2 separate regions of the Bicyclus anynana genome follow, and region 1 is linked to region 2. The links are chromatin contacts, called in public Hi-C maps. All regions are on one chromosome and are shown on one strand. The core of a region is the stretch at or near the end of the contact, and the rest is flanking DNA. Distances in the headings are between cores, read along the strand shown. Region 1 overlaps LOC112053050 (tyrosine-protein kinase Src42A). Region 2 overlaps LOC112056011.

What was found. A called contact is a pair of places that touch in the nucleus more often than the background predicts.
Region 1: a contact with region 2 is called in a Hi-C map of whole larva, with 5 times the contacts expected there. The contact joins two enhancer-like sites. A contact is called at or near these places in 2 of 2 Hi-C or Micro-C datasets (whole body and whole larva).

Annotation. Positions count from the first base shown.
Region 1 is chr20:4,217,322-4,222,771 of ilBicAnyn1.1, forward strand. LOC112053050 (tyrosine-protein kinase Src42A) reads left to right here. Exons shown (of 8, transcript XM_052887865.1): 4 at 3,818-4,145. Among protein-coding and RNA genes, the nearest start is that of LOC128199233, 12 kb to the right of the region's middle. Within about 2 kb of position 2,835, at least 7 of the 8 cell types and tissues checked have open chromatin away from gene starts, as enhancers often do.
Region 2 is chr20:4,115,775-4,121,272 of ilBicAnyn1.1, forward strand. The region is part of intron 1 of LOC112056011; the gene reads right to left. The region is part of intron 1 of LOC112053050 (tyrosine-protein kinase Src42A); the gene reads left to right. Among protein-coding and RNA genes, the nearest start is that of LOC112053050, 8.4 kb to the left of the region's middle. Within about 2 kb of position 2,592, at least 1 of the 8 cell types and tissues checked has open chromatin away from gene starts, as enhancers often do.

The sequences.
Region 1 (5,450 bases), core at 1,585-4,084, 100 kb after region 2:
TGAAAAAAAAACGGCTTATCTGCATACCTACAGCCTTGTATTATACCTGCTTATAGTCATGTTCTTGCACAAATGGCGACACAAATTTTCCTGCTTAGAATTTTCCTCATTTGAATCTAGGCCAATTTAGTGTCTATTTGCCTAAAATTTTGTAACTTCTGCTGGCCTATTAACTATTTTGGTCTTTATTAATAACCTATAAAAAACATTAAATCAACTGAGAAATGTCACCTTCTTACTTTAAGATATCCACGAAGGGTTGTCACTTGGCACCGGATGACATTTGTTACATGAAATCTCAATTTCGTACCCATATGTTAAGTAACATACTTCAAAGTTAGTGAATTATTTTGCAGGGCGGGAGCAATATTCATTATCCAGTAATTTGAGAATCGTTTGATATACAAATTCCTATATGAATAATTGAGTAATAATGAATTATATTGCTATAATATCCAAATGATACATAAACACAAAATAGGTTTACTATTTCTGAATCATCATTCAGATAAGCAGAAAAGGGTGTAATGCAATTGGAACAGTACATAGGTATAAAATATACATATGAAAGGTCATTGAACTTTTGTTACGGTAACTTGCATCTTTAATTTTTAGTGCAAAAGTGCGACGCATTTATTTGTAAATGCTATTAGTACAAGATCCAGTGGTAACTACATCGACTTAGAAGTTACACCTTGAAGCCTTTTTTTTATTCTTTACCAGTTGACCCTTGACTACAATCTCACCTGGTGGTAAGTGATGATGCAGTCTAAGATGGAAGCGGGCTAACTTGTTAGGAGGAGGATGAAAATCCACATATCTGTCGGTTTCTACACGACATCGTACCGGAATGCTAAATCGCTTGGCGGTACGTTTTTTTAGGGTGGCAAATAGTCACGACCGACGCCTCCCACCAGCCAAAAAGCCTCAATAGCTCTGCGGTTAAGTTGGTGGATACAATAACGAGAGGTCGAGGATCCCCGCCTTTTCAAGTATGGTTGTCGAAAATATACGCGATCGTTTGGAAGGATAAAAAACCTTATTGCAATAAAATTCAATGTTCAAAATTTTTACAATATACCATGAATTTGAAATATAATAAATATATTACCTATGTATTTTTCTAAGTTTGCCAATCCGCATAGGGCCAGCGTGGTGGACTATTGGCCTAACCCCTCTCATTCTGAGAGGAGGCTCAGCAGTGAGCCGAATATGGGTTGATAACGAACTTTCGCGGCCTAGTCAATTCAAACAAACAAACAAAATTTTCCTCTTTGTAATAGGTATTAGTATAGATAGGTTAGATAGGGTCTGGCGCCTGCTAACATGATTCCTTATTCATATATCGGAAAGAAAATATCAAGAAATTACGCTTTATACTTGGACGATCTAGACTAGACTCTGGTCTCTTGACATCTTGATCAAGACACTTTAAGGTTTAAACTTTTAAAGTATCGTGATCTAAAGCCACCTCGGTCCAAACTCCATGATTAGCTATCGTACTTGTGGAGCATCCTTGAGCCTCATCATCACCTATTATACTTATTAACTGAAGATTACTCGAACTTTGATAGGTCCTATATCAACCTCTCAAAGTGCAATTCTCTGACTTAGATTTGTAAGTTGAGATCTTGGACTATAATTGGTCCATCAATGTGACATGTTGTATAACGTTGTCCAGTTTTTAGCATCGCGCCGAGTCGCCAGGCGCAGGGCGTGATTACATCAACCATGCTGCTTACGATGCCTATTTACATATTGCTATTTCTGTCTGCAACTCTAAATTGAGTTGTCGGCCGGGCTAAAAATAACCGGCGGTAGTCATTTTGATTAGGTTCGATTTTAAGTTATTTTTATCTTTCGATAGTCATTGCACTCATTGTCATTTGCCTATGCTTAAATAGAAGCAATGAGGAATAGAAGTTAATAAGGAATAGTGTATTTTTCTAACTGTGGTCCGTGGCTTATAGATTGGCAATAAAGTGCGTTGACCTTTCGGTGGTTCAAGCAGGTGTTAACAACATTTTGGAAACTTCATAGTGATCTTTAATTCATACAAAGTACTGCAAATAGAACAATATTTTGTTGTTATGTATTGGATGCTATGCCCTACATTTTATAACAAAAAAAAAAATACGGAAGTATAATTAATTAGCGCTCCCAGCTCTGTTCGCGTGAAATTTTGTGATTCAGAAATTCCGTATGAACCTTGAATTATTTAGGAATAATCAGTAGCTCTTGTGAAAAAAAATGTTAACTCGAATTAGCGGTTTACGGCTAAACCGCGTAAAAAAGGCAGGCGACTTTTTGCATTTATAATATTAAAATGGAGATATCAAAAATCAAAATTCATCTATTTCAAGTAGGCTCAATTTACAAGCACTTTTGACACGTCAGTTGACTATTTGTAAAGATGTCTACCATTATACATATAATTATATATCTAAGTGTAACTACAATATTCGGCAATTATCTGTTTTTAAAATTATATAAATAAAGTCGTTGTTCTCATAATCATTAATTCTCAAAATCTTACCTCTTAATCACACTTTTTATAGGGCAAGTCCTTAAAGAGTGAATTTTAACCTTGAATACAAATTCTGACTGAGATCTCGAATCTGCCACCAGATCATACCCCACCCCTACCTTGATATTTTTTTCAGTTATATCAAACAGCACAACGTCGGCTAGTTCGACAAGTAGCCTGCATCAATCGAATGGCTTACGGGTTCATTTATAAATAGTATCAAAACTGATCACGACAACAACCGACCGTGGTCGTGGTCACCGCCGCGCGCCGTCGCCTGCCACCGCCGGTGTCAACTTACGCGATGTGAATTAAAAATTGCATACACCTCTCGGGTTGCAGCTATGACACGTCGCCTGTACGTCTGCACTATTTGATACCTAACGTCATCAAGTACATATTGTTTGAACAAAACCTCTGATTTGAACGAATCTTTTTGACCGTAGCTAATTCAGGCCCGCAAAGGGCCTAAATAATCTTCGGCTTAGGCTTAAGATCTTATCTAGGGATAGTGCAAAAAAATATTTCTTAATTTAAACTTTATAACACTAGGAATGATGAAAGTTTTATAAATTAAGAGTATGCCAATAGTACCTAAAGCAATTTTGTAAAAGTAACAGGGTATCTGCGATCATTACTTTCGGAACTACATGGATTTAAAGGGTCAAATTTGCGGCAATGCCACGGATCCCTGAAAGTAGCCCCATACAAAATGGCACGAACTAACGACGTCGTAGGTAAAAAATTATCGTTAGATTTGTATGGGCGTTCAAACAAAATTACTAAAATGTTTGTTATTTGTACGTTTATGTTTATATTTCACTAGTAGTTCCTGAGATTAGCGCGTTCAACCAAACAAACTCTTCAGTTTTATAATATTAGTATAGATTTATTAAAAAGTGTTACATTTAATGTAAGGAAGCTAAAACTGTATGAGTTTTCATCTAATTACAATAAAAGATTTTTAATCGATTTTGAAATTTTATAATCTTATTTATTTTGCAAATATCCAGACAATCTTTGCTTTCTATGTATAAATTAGTTAAAATTGACCTGATTTACCCGAATATATCATAAAAATCTATATATTCAAACATAGTCATCATCCCCATTATATGAAAAGTGGGCTCTCATTACAATGAAACATTACTTGCGAGTCGACTATTACTTACTATTCACTTATGGAGGCATGACAATTGCAATTTAACAGGCCATTGTTCCGCGCTACGTTTTTTACTCAACCTTTGCTAAGTAATCACACTTTATTTTTATATCATTACGCATTTCCAGGTGGAGAAACCGGTCACCGAAGGTCTCTCGCACAGAACGAGGGACCAATGGGAGATCGATCGCTCGTCACTGAAGTTCGTCCGGAAACTCGGCCACGGACAGTTCGGCGAAGTGTGGGAAGGGTTGTGGAACAACACCACGCCGGTCGCCATCAAGACGCTGAAATCGGGCACAATGGACCCTAAAGACTTCCTCGCCGAGGCGCAGATAATGAAGAAACTTCGGCACAGCAAACTTATCCAATTGTACGCAGTGTGTACGCTCGAGGAGCCGATATACATTATCACGGAGTTGATGAAGAACGGCTCGCTCTTGGAATATTTACAAGGTACGTGTTTTTTTTTAAATATTCAGTGACAAGTTACTGAGTATTGAACAACTAACTTTTTAATTGTAAGTAATCAAAAGTAAAACCAACTGTGGTTTGTGTTGCACTATGGTTAGGCTTAATTTCAATGTGTTGTTTGTTGAATAATAAATAAATAAATAAAATAAATAAAAGTTATTCTCGACTCTGATACGATCGGTCCAATTTATTTGTCTAAAGATTTAGTTCGAAGGATGTGCGCACTAGAATATAACACTATACCTATTAAAATACTCTGCGATTTATTCGGCCAACTTTTAATTTTATGAATATGTCTACTGTAGCTCTAGGCCCTAACATGCGAAATGCGAATGCAAAGACATATCTCGTGAAGAGAAATGTACAAATTTTCGACCAATCTCTTTCATCCAAACGCAATGATAGTGATGGCTATACTTTCGGTTGCGCCGTAATTGATTGACTTTTGTTTATTTTTTCTTAAGAAATACGTCATTTGGTTGCATGTCAGGGCGACTTGTTTACGATCACACCTGATGTTAAGTGACAATGCAGTCGTAAGATAGAAGCGGGTTAGCTTGGAAGAGGTATTTATTCAATCCATATACCTTTGACGATTTCTACGCGACATCGTTACGGTACGCTAAATCGCTTAGTGCGTCTTTGGCGGTAATAATAGTTTGGCAATTTCGTTGATGACAATCCCATGATATGCGGGCGACGGGAGGAGAAGGACCGGTCCTCCCGCGTACCATCGGGAGTGTTGCGAACGAATTTGCCAAGCTATAGCAACCGTGCCTATCACCAGACCAACCTGAGCCAATTTAGATAATAAAAAATCCTAAAGACAATACTAATATAATCCTAAATTCGAATCCAGGACCTCTCTGTTGAACCAGAGCACTACAAACAGTGCCAGCGAGGTCAAAATTCGTGTAATTACAGTATAATTTTACCTCGCGGCCCACTAACACAATGTTACGTATTAATTAATTTCTGTTGTAAATTAACTTTGCCAACAAGCATTAGACACGCCAGCACGCAATAGTGAAGAACGGATGATGTTTTTCTTTCTAAACATACCGCGAAATTTAGTTTTTCATATGAAATCATAGCTTGGCAACTTCGTTCGTAACACTCCCGTTGGTCCATGGGGACCGGGAGGGACGTAGCGATGCCCCGCGCGCACGACTTCATACCCGCGCAATCCATCCTTCTGCCCCCGTTGCCCGCATATCATGGGAGCGTCATCAACGACCTTGCCAGACTATAGACTCTTCAAACTTTGTACTACCATATAAAACTAAA
Region 2 (5,498 bases), core at 1,342-3,841:
AAAGTGTACCTAATTATGCACGTAGAAAACCACCATGGTTGTGGGGCGTTTTCTTTCCATAAAAAATGCGTTTATATGTGTGATATTCATGGCGTATCGCTTCGGGTGCGTCCGATTTTGCGTATTTCAAAATGAATATAATTTATATCTATACTAATATTATAAAGAGGAAAACTTTGTTTGTATGTTTGTTTGTTTGATTGTAATGAATAGGCTCAAAAACTACTGGACCGATTTTAAAAATTCTTTCACCATTCGAAAGCTACATTATCCACAAGTAACATAGGCTACATTTTATTTTGAAAAAAAATAGGGTTCCGTAAGATATTTGGGTTTTTCGGACACAAGGTGTAAGAAATCAACCAGAAAAGTAGGGTAAGGGTAGGTAGGAGAATGGTAGGGGTAGGGGTAGGCTAGGGGTAGGGTAGAGGTAGGATAGGGGTACTTGAAAGTTTACATCGAGTTTCACGCGGACGAAGTCGCGGGCGTATTTAATAAAAGCTGGAAAAAAAGTCAATATTTTATAGACAGGGATCGAACCCATGATGTCGTGATCCAAAGCTCCATATAACCACTTGACCATCGAGTCCGCCATAATAAAACACTTCTGATTAATTACGCAATTATAATTATGACCAAAACTTGCCAATTGTACCCTGTCACATGAAACACTGCTCGTATGATAGAATTCGCAGGCGAAAGTAGGTAGCCGAGACAGTTGACGGATTGTTATTCAAAAACAAGTAGAAAACACTTGAGCTTGTTAAAAATAATATATGTAACGAATTAGCTATAAAATCACTCATGTGCACTGTCTAATAGATGACTGTCCAAAACTTTCTCGTTGCATACCTAATTTGTATTATTGGTAATTTGTTATTGTAAGCAAAATTATTTGGATGAACTTTTTCCTTAAGACAAAACTGTGACTAACAATGAAATATTTAAATATTTTAATATCTACTAGCGGACGCCCGCGACTTCGTCCGCCCTTAGACCTCTTTAATCCAGCACTTACAGTAGTATCGCTGTAAAAATGGAGTAACTTCTCCCGTTTTCCCAACATTTCCCTTCACTGCTCTGCTCCTATTGGTCGTAGCGTGATGAAAATTATATTATACCTACCTGCCCAGGAGAATGAAGAATAATTGTACAACATTTTGTTAAAATTCGTCGAGTAGTTTTTGTTTCTAAAGCGAACAAACAGACAGACAGACAAAAATTTTACTGATTGCATTATTGGCATGAGTATCAATCACTAATCACCCTCTGATAGTTATTTTGGAAATATATTTCATGTACAGAATTAACCTCTCTACAGATTTTTTACAAGTATAGATATAGATAAGTATAGATTAGTCACGCTTAAACTGGAGAATGACTCAACTTATTTCTACATATTTTTTATCTCATGATTCTTCTAATACTAAAAGTCCACCGGGTTTACAGTTCATGCGCTATAGCATGGTGCGGGTGACAGTTCGTTACACTCCTGAAAGTTTGTTGCGATTCACGATAGTAGTACCGCACCATGCTACAGCGCACATATTATAATTTTGTAATTTATGAAATACTAATGAACGACCCTCGATTTTACCCACGTATTACCCAATCTCGTGGGAATCAGGGATGTAAAAATATAGCCTATGTTAATCGGTGATAATGTAACTTTACACTGGTGAAAGAAATTTCAAAATCGCTTCAGCGGCTTAGCTATTAAAGCGTAACAAAAAAACAAACTCATATTTGCATTTATAAAAAAAGTTAAGATTACAGTTGCACAGCCCAATTCGCCTTTCTTGACTTCAATAAAAATAACAATTAATAATTTTTTCATACTGAAGAATAAAAAACTCATTTTTTTATAGCCCGACGAAGGACTAGAGTCTCGAACCCAACACTTCATGATTTGAAGTTAAATGGGCTAATCACCACTACACTAGATTAGATAAAGCTCCTAAAATGAGAGCTTTTTGACGCGAAGACCCCGATGAATTTTGCCTATGGTCTGCCTAATCTCGAACTCTAAAACCCATGATACACAGCCTGTAGAAAATAAACACTAAGACCATAGAGACATGCTATTAATAGTTCTACGCCAAATGCACTTCCGGTTCTTGTGAAGCAATTTAGCTGGCGCCGTACGCTTTTAGCTGCAGAATCTTCTCATGAATATTATAACATTCTTCGGATAGCTTTAAACGCGTTATGATAATGTACTTAAGGCCCAAGATAGTGGCAACGGTGTTTCTGTTTTGCTATCTATCAATATGTTAAAAATAAATCTCTAATCGATCAGGAGACCTCATAGAATTATGAATGTTATTTAAACGGGTACATACCACGATAAAACGACGAGATTTTTACTGTCGGGACGGGACGGGACAGTCCCGTCCCGACAGTGTACCGGAACGCTAAATCGCTTGGCGGTACGTCTTTGCCGGTAGGGTGGTAAATAGCCACGGCGGAAGCCTCCCACCGGCCAGAGCTGGAACAATTAGGAAACTTCAATCGGCCCAGCTTGCGCCACGGAGGCCGTCAATACACGAGATTTTAGGTGTCCCCGGTAACGCGGGGGCGGGGCTTCACCCCGCGCGCGACTCCCGCTGACTCGAAGTCGCCTTACGCGTTTTGATTTTTGTAAGACCTACGCGTAGGGTCATCTGCAGCTTATTTCACAGACGTCATAAATATTTCATCCGACTATAGAAGGTAAGGTTTTAGTACATGGTTACAGTAAAATATCGCTAACATGCTAAATAAACGTTTTGAATAATACTGATGGTTTAAATAACTGTGCAAAATTCTTGAAAATCCGTAATACTAAAAGGCAGCCTTTTTTCCTGTACTTGAAATTTTTAAACTCATGGTTGTTACCAATAGATGGCGTTATGTACTACATACGCTAATAATAATTAAATACAAGAATTTTTAAAAAGAAATTTTAAAATAATCTCAACATATTCTTAACATCTGAGTCAGTTCAGATTGCCTATACATATATGGTTTGACTATGAAACCACAAAAACTATCCAAAACAATATTGGTAACCTTCGTTAGTTTTTTAATAGATGGCGTCACGAGTCATTAAGATATTGTGATTCATATTATATAAGTAATGAAAAATTATTAAAATGTTCATTTAGCAGTCGTTATTGACAGAGCATGCAAAGAGTACTCCTAATGGTAAATGGAATATCTTCGCCTTTTCTATACACATAGCAACACTTCACAGGCCATGCTAGCGGTGGCGTGCCCAGGGTTTTTGACAAGGGTAAAAAGTTGTGGGCTGGGTTAGGGTACATCATTATCATCATCTGGGTTAGGGTTACGACACTATGTTTATTTATTTTACTTTGTTTATTTATTTGACTTCTTCCGCGTGGAATTTAGTTTTTCACAAATCCCTCGGGAACCGTGGATTTTTCCGGGATGAAAAGTAGCCTATGTGTTAATCCAGAGTAAAATCTATTTCCATTCCAAATTTCAGCCAAATCGCTTCAGTAGCCGCAGCGTAAAAGAGGAACAAACATACTTACACACTTACACACAAACTTTTGCCTTTTTAATATTAGTAGGACTAGCGGACACCCGCGAATTCGTCCGCAAATTCTGGATAGAAAACAGTATCTTCTCAGCTATTTACCTTCGTTGTAGAAAATAATTACGTTAATACTTTTTTGTTTAATTAGTAATTATATATTTTTAAAATGTAACACATATTTGCTGCTTATTCTAATTTAATTTAGTTAATGTCAATTTATTTGTACAATTATAAGCTGTGACGTCACACGGGTCTCAGCTGAAAATCAGCGCCGTGTATTATACTTGTACGTAGTGCACGGCATATGCTGAGCTGTACACCCTTTCTTTTTAAGGGTTACAGACAGACATGCTGTCATAAGGATAGGGTACTGACTGTCTGTAACTTTTAGATTTGAATAAATTTATTTTCTTTCTTTCTTTCTTTCTTTCTTTGTTTGGTTAAAACTCTTAAAACTCTTAGCACTTTCTTTTATTAATACAAAAAAAACTTTGATTCAAAAGCACGACGCGACGATAACATTTCCCTGGATTCAAATACTCAATTTATATTTTAATTGGAATTTTAAATGAAACTGTTCATAAAAGCATTCATTGCATGCATGCTCAATTGAATTCGTCCGAAGGCTTTTTGGGTCAATCGGTCGAAACACCAATACAAGGGTCGCTTGCGTCGAAGTTTTGATTATGATAAATGAAATTCTCGGTAAGGTTTGTTGACTGTTATAAATATAAGATGGATGTAAGCATTTTTGTTACGTTTTTCAATACATTTAGAGTTCCGTACATTTTATTTAACATAACAAAACACATAGTATGAAAATCTGTCGCAAAATGCTTATGAGTCATTTCTCTTAGACTATGTCAACAGATAGGCCGATTAAGTTAGTTAGATTTTTAATAATTATGACTAGCATAATTAATAATTACCAGTATTTTTGCATTAAAGCCAATATTCACCTTTCTCTCCAATTAGTCGGAAAGACTGTTAGGGCGACACTCAGTCTTTCCGACAATAATGATAATAATAAAAAAATGCCAATGATTTTTAACCATGTGGGAGGATAACAACTTGATAAATGTCTAATGCACCAGTCAGGCAAAATTAGATTCGCTCTTTACTCTACACTTGCCCCTGTGCTGTTGACACTTGTCTACTGATGAGAGAGAAAAGACGCACAATCATGTAGACAATTTTACTTAATAAAACTGGCCAATTGTGCTTTGATAGTTTTAGAATTATTCGTAAAGAAAATTATACCTAAAGGCCTTTAAATATAGTCCATCCAATATTAAAAAAAATCCCAAATTCAGAGCAAAAACAACTTAAGAATTTTGCAAATGGGACTACCTGAATTCAGTGAAAGAAATTGTGTTTGGCATTCATTGTCCACTTTTTAATAGGATATCGATGATTTTAAATTAATCCATTACATGTAGATTTAGTTCACTATCACGCATGCTCCGATTTATTTGATCAGAACGATGTAACGATCTCGAAAAAAAAAATCAGTGTCCTTGCCAAAAAACTGTCACACTATTTGCGGAACAATAAAACATTATCTTTAAAATACTTTGGATGTGGTGACAAAGAGATTTGCCCTTGCATAACAATTAAAACTGCCGTGTTCCTCGCTTCCACGGCTGCCGTACAGACAAGGTTGACAAACAGAATGGATATTGTTGATCATCTCCGCATTTTAAACAGTCCCCAAAAATAATGACCCGATCGTTTGTCACGCTGTTTTTCTTTTTTTCGTTCATTGATCACAGATTTTTGCTCGGTCACAATGTCTCGATAATCTTGTATTGTTTTTGCAGTTTCCTTATTGCCTGTAGAACGTTCCAGTGTTGCTAATTTTAAACTAGTAGATATTTCTTTGTTTATATAGAGAACATTATTTATTTTTGTTTGTATTTCTTCTTGTTAGACTTCTTATTTTATCAAGGCCTGT